Regions from separate parts of the Mus musculus genome. Here region 1 is linked to region 2. A link is a contact called in public Hi-C data. All regions are on one chromosome and are shown on one strand. The core of a region is the stretch at or near the end of the contact, and the rest is flanking DNA. Distances in the headings are between cores, read along the strand shown.

Region 1 (2,967 bases), core at 255-2,754, 210 kb before region 2:
TTAGCATGGTGGGAAGGTCTGGGATTACGCCCAAATCTTACTTGTACGTCTTGGTGGGAAAGGTTTTATGAATAAATGCCTAATGCTCTCCTGTTGTTTCATGTTGGTCTGTAAGCTCTGTGAGGGCAGGGCTATGGCTGCTTTCCACCAGCAGAATGAGTCAGTACTAATGACTGAGTGACAGCAAGCAGAAGGGCAGGAGTGAACACAGTCTGTACTTTCCCACATTGCCAGACTGCGAGGACACACGAACATCGCTAAATGCAAACCTTATGGTCTATCATTTCTCAGCTGTGACAGTATTAACATCACATTCTTTGATTGTTCAACAAAAATTTCTGGAGAAGAAATAAGGTCAGTGTCATGATCATTTAGGAAATACTCGAAATGCCACACTTTCCTCCCATTTGCCAGCTCCTGCGAGAAAGAACCTGCTTAACTTTTTTTTCCCAACAAAGCTGTCATTGAGACAGAACTCAGGCCAGCGCAAGAAGAGCTGATCCAGCAGGCTTCTTCTATTTGGTCTGCTTCAGATCCTTGCTCTCAAAATGGGCTCCAGACGTTGCTACGTTTTCTTGTGCCCCTTGAGAAGCAGGCACAGGAAAATAAAGGAGGCTCATTTAGCCCTGAAGAGGAAAGGGAGTGTGATATTTGATTTAAAATTTGGATTCTGATGAGGGAGAAGGCTGAGTCTTAACCGAGGCCTAGTGGTGGGTCTTCTGGTACCTGCTCCCAATACACCAACGTCACTATTCCTTCAGATGGCTGGTAGTTGGGTGACTATCTCTTGCAAATGGTTGAATGAACTAAAAACCCAATAACACTGGCACTGATTTACATCTAAACATCATTTGCTTACACTCCCTCTAAACCTTCTGTGCCTATTCAAACAGGAAGGAGACCCCAAGATTAATGAAAGAGATGCTATAGATGAAGAACACTTAGTGCCATAGACATTAATAGAATTGAGATGCTAAAGAAAAAGTAATGTGGGAAGATGGTAAGTTCAAAGGAGTCAGAGCAGTTGTATTTTTATTTTTAATATTTGCCTCAGAAAGGCCCCATGGGAAAAGTTAATTCTCTTCCCAAACCCAACTAACTGCTAATCAATTCCCCAGGCTCCTTTATATACTGCAGCAGTACTTGGTACCAACAGGGCAAACTAAACTGGGGTTATATCTGACGCACAGTTATATTTATGAGTTCATCTCTAGTTCCTCCATTTAGTACTAGATGGCAAAGTTATTTATCCTTCAGCAGTGGCTGTGAGTCAACAATGTGAAAGGAAATGTTAATTTGGGCCATCAGAAAGACAGGAGCAAGGAAGCCATCCTTTATGGACAGTATCAGCAGGGAAGCAAGGATGGCTTCAACTCTGTCTAAATAACTAATCTATGCAGTAGCTTCTGCTTGCACCATTTGGCACCTGTGGTACTTTTTCAAAGGTCTATTTATTACACACACACACACACACACACACACACACACACACACACACACACACAATCTCTCTCTCTCTCAGGCACAATGCCAGAACAGATATTAGATGTTCTCTAGTTCAGATACTCTATCTATGCTAACTTATCAAAAGTAAGGATAGTGGGGAAATTGGGAAAAGAATCACCAATATCAGATCTGCTGGGTTATTTTGTACACTCACATGAGTATCAATATATACAAAGATTTGTAATTCAACAAAATTCCAGTAGTTAGGTAGAAGTCAAGAGGTGGATTTGACCTATTAGGAAACAAAGTGGTGGAGATTAGTAACATTTTCTTATGGAAAATGTTCACTATAGACAGAAACATTCAGGACTAGAGTGGAAGAAGTAACTATCATTCATGTTGTCCAAGTAAAAGCATTTTCCTGGTTCCCCTCCAAACAGGATTTGCTTTTTGTTTCCCACAGGAGAGTTTCAGAAGCTTGCAGCCCAGGAAACTAGGCCAGATGACCCTAGACTCCTAGCAGAGCAAACTTCATCCTTAAGCTTGGCTTGAGGCCTAGCTTAGCTGGCAGAGGCCCAGCCTGGCACTATGCCACACCACACCACAGCAAGACCAGCATGACTCTTGTCTGCCTCCACCCAGGCTCATACCATTGAAAGGAACCTTGTTCTGCAAGTCTGCAGGTACCTAGGCTGTCATAGGTAAGCATTTGGTATTGTTTTACACGGTATACTCAAATTATGAGCTAAACTGGTAATTCCTGCTGTTTATGAATGAGAATAAAATTTGATCATGAGGACATGCTCATTATCATTAATTTTTGAGCCCAACAATTTGACGTGTAAAATGTGTACAACCTATTTCACAGAGTAATCATGCGAGTCATCCGAGGAACTACGTACACAGTACTAACATACACCTTGTACATAATGAGCATCCAATAAGTACTGAGTAATATTAGCACTATAGGTTGATTCATTAACATTTTAAAGAACTGAATAAGCCAGGCATTATAAAAAGTAAGAAAATACAAATTGAGCTGCCCAGCAGGAAAGGATCAAGTGGTGAAGAACAGACAACAGCAAACCTCAAGTGCAACACAGCCAGGGAGAGTAAAACTCAAGGTAAACAACAGAAAATCCCATGGTCCCCTGGAGCTCATCTGGCTCTGACTAAACACCATTTGGTTCTAAACTCCGAGGTGGGAAACTAGAAGCAGTCCAGGGATTACACCACAAACATTTTAAAGGTTGCGATGCCGGCCATATTAAGGAACATTAAAAGGAGCTGGGGTTAAGTGATTTGGAGAAAAATGGCTGAGGAGGTTCATGGAGGATTTCAGATCAGAGAAGAGCACTGTACAGTGAGAGTGAGTGGGTGGAGGACAGAGCTGGGAGGAGGAGAAGAATGAAGAGCCACTTGAGGATGGCAGAGATAATGTGGGGCTCTGATGAGGCTGAGAGAGAATTTTGTTCAGATTTAACCTTTGATAAACATAGATTGGGTTACCCCTAAGATATA
Region 2 (2,700 bases), core at 189-2,688:
CTTGATAATCTAGGTATGAGATGGTAAAATGACAGAGAAGTCTAAAAGTGGAGGAAAAAAAAGACATTTCAGAGGAATTAATCACTTGAGTGGTTGTTTAGATTTGACAAACAGAGAAAAGACCTTATTCAAAGTAGAGTTTAAGGATATTAGCCTGGGTGATCAAGCGAAAGGAGTTGATGTCTTAAATTCCATTCTCACAGAGTTTGAGCTGATTGCTTATGAGAACCTCCTCCTGGTTTGGAGTCTTTTCCCCATGGTGCAGATTTCACAGCTCTAGTTTTAAAGGTGTGTCTTATTTTCCTTAAGGAAAAATAACATTTGGAAGAAAGTTGCTTGGTTCCTTGCACCTGCCTTCTGAGCGTTGTTGACTTTGCCACTTAGTTATCTCCTTGTTAAATATAGAGAGAGATCCCTGGGGCGCATTAGTCTCCACAGCTGGGAATGAATTTAATCTTTGGGAGAAAACAAAACTGCTTACCTGGAATATTTGTTCTCTGACTAATCATGTAGTAACGTTGATCCACCCTTATACTGCCTGAGTTCCCAAAGGTCTTGGCTTTGGGAGAGGAACATTGGAAATGGTTTGATTTACACATGTGATTACAACAGCCACCTGGAGGATCTGGTAACACTAGGAGAGTAACTAACTTTGAAATGTCCAAAGAACAGAAGTCTGTTTGTCTTTTATTCTGTTAAAAAAAAAAAGAGCTCTTAGCATATCTAAGGGATATTCTATTCTATCACTACATCTCCTTCATCCTGAGAGAGGACAATATAATTTTGTAATATACATATACTATAAAAGGTGTGTGCCAAAAGTCTATGAAAGCAAACATTTGTTGTGATAAAAATGTTATGATTGAATCCTTCCAATAGCCCTACAAGGAAGATAGTAACATCATTTCCATTTACAGACAAAGCTGCCAAAAAGAAAAAGAAAAAAAAAAGAAAAAGAAAAAGAAAAAAGAAAAAGAACAAAGCAAAAACAAAAAGGCAGATGCACAGTGAGAGAAAGTGAGCTGGATGACTGGCCATCTAATTTTCAACCCTGACTTTTCCTTCACTCTCTTGTATAGAACTTGGGCCAGAAGTCAAATATGGAGAAGCAGCCAAGCTCAGAGAAGCAGCCAATTTGTTTACATGTTTTATTTTTAAATTATGTGACATTACTTTTTCCAGATTGTTTGAACTTGTCTATTACAAAAAACAATTCAAGGCTTGTATGTTGCTCTCCTTGTCTATAGCTTTTGTGATATAATTATGCTACAAAGCTCACAGTTTTGCTATTTATCCAGCAAGTTCAACCAAGAAGTTTTACTTTTTGCAAGGTCCTGCTTGTCTTGGAAAAAAAATAGGTGTTCCCCAACCCCCTCACTATATTAAGCTGACTGGGACTACAGCTTGTACTTGGTTTTTGGCTTGAAACCAAGGCTGTTGTGCAAGAGAAGGGCCAAGTGGGTAGGTTTCAACTTTATCTTGTGTCAGCTGTTTTAACAAGGGCAGCGTTTTGAGGAAATTATAGCCACATTATTGCAGGAAATGCAGGCTTGGGAATGCAGGTGCTCTGTTTGGGTTTATCCCCAACTAAGTTCTGTCTTTAGGACATCTGTTGATCTAAAGAACAGTTCTTTGAAAGATGGCTGCTTCTCTGAGCTTGATTTCTGTGCTTGTGAGAAATTATCAGCATTGCTTCTTTTAAGAATTTGGCACCAAAAAATACACTGTCTACCCTTTCTCTGCTGTTTGACATCATCACATTCCATTGTCAGAAGGACTCTTAATTTTTTTCTAATTTGTTCCTACCTTCTTGCCACCGACTCCTTAAACACACTCTCAGAAAAGCCATTATACTGTTAAGTCCCCAAAGAAAGTCAAGTTTCTCTTTATGGCCAATTCCTGGTTGTGTCTAAATAGCAGAAGAAGCAAGCCATAGCCAGTGTAATCCAAGTCTATAGGCAGGCACCTTCCTGTTTATTTTGGCGAACACCTAGCCAGTGAAGCTGATAATGTGTACACGAGGAGGAAGACGTCACAGTGGATTATGTATATGTAGGTTACAGTGAAAAACAAAAACCCTTATCAGTAACTTAATTCCTTACCTAATTTCACTCCAAGTTATAATTGAAGCAAATCTATGCAGAAGCTGCCATAAATGGAGATAGAAATTACTTCCTGCCATTTACTGGGTAAGATCCCTCCATAAATAATAAGAGATAATGACAAGAAACTTTGGATCCTTAGCATAAATGATCAGAGATTCCTTAGTTGTTCAAGTCACTCCAAGGTGCTCTTTCCTCATCAAATGAAATTAATGCATGTGAACAATTTTTCCACCTCAGTAGTTCCAAGGAACTTACGAACAATTATGATTTTTCATAAGAGAAGCCAGTTGGTAACCTTGAAGCCAGCTGCCTCCTGCCTCAAACCTATCACATGGAAAAGTTAAAAGGAAGATAAAAAAAAAAAAAAAAACCAAGTTCCAGGAGATGGGAACAAACCAAGCTACAGTCCTAACTATTCTCCCCGAACACCTGCCATTGCCTCAGGGGAGCAGACTCCTCCACCCTCTCTCTGTAATTGTGCACTGCTGTTTCCAGTTCATTTAACCACTTTGCAAGCTGTTTCCTGCTTATCCACAGTTGACTGCATGATTCTCAAATTCTCTTGTTTGAAGGCCCCAGTTTACATCTTATTCCA

The links. Hi-C and Micro-C count contacts between places; a contact is called where the count stands out from the background.
Region 1: a contact with region 2 is called in a Hi-C map of liver, with 2.0 times the contacts expected there. The contact joins two enhancer-like sites. A contact is called at or near these places in 2 of 484 Hi-C or Micro-C datasets (immediate neuronal precursor and liver), 1 of 115 datasets of contacts at active chromatin or transcription factors (embryonic stem cells) and 1 of 9 other capture datasets (adipose tissue).

Annotation. Positions count from the first base shown.
Region 1 is chr13:75,751,803-75,754,769 of GRCm38.p6, reverse strand. All of the region lies in intron 4 of Ell2 (elongation factor for RNA polymerase II 2), which reads right to left. Among named protein-coding and RNA genes, the nearest start is that of Ell2, 46 kb to the right of the region's middle. Within about 2 kb of position 1,504, at least 113 of the 459 cell types and tissues checked have an H3K27ac peak or open chromatin away from gene starts, as enhancers often do. A contact at or near this core is called in liver, where this site is marked.
Region 2 is chr13:75,541,504-75,544,203 of GRCm38.p6, reverse strand. No RefSeq gene overlaps it. Among named protein-coding and RNA genes, the nearest start is that of Mir682, 100 kb to the left of the region's middle. Within about 2 kb of position 1,438, at least 39 of the 459 cell types and tissues checked have an H3K27ac peak or open chromatin away from gene starts, as enhancers often do. A contact at or near this core is called in liver, where this site is marked.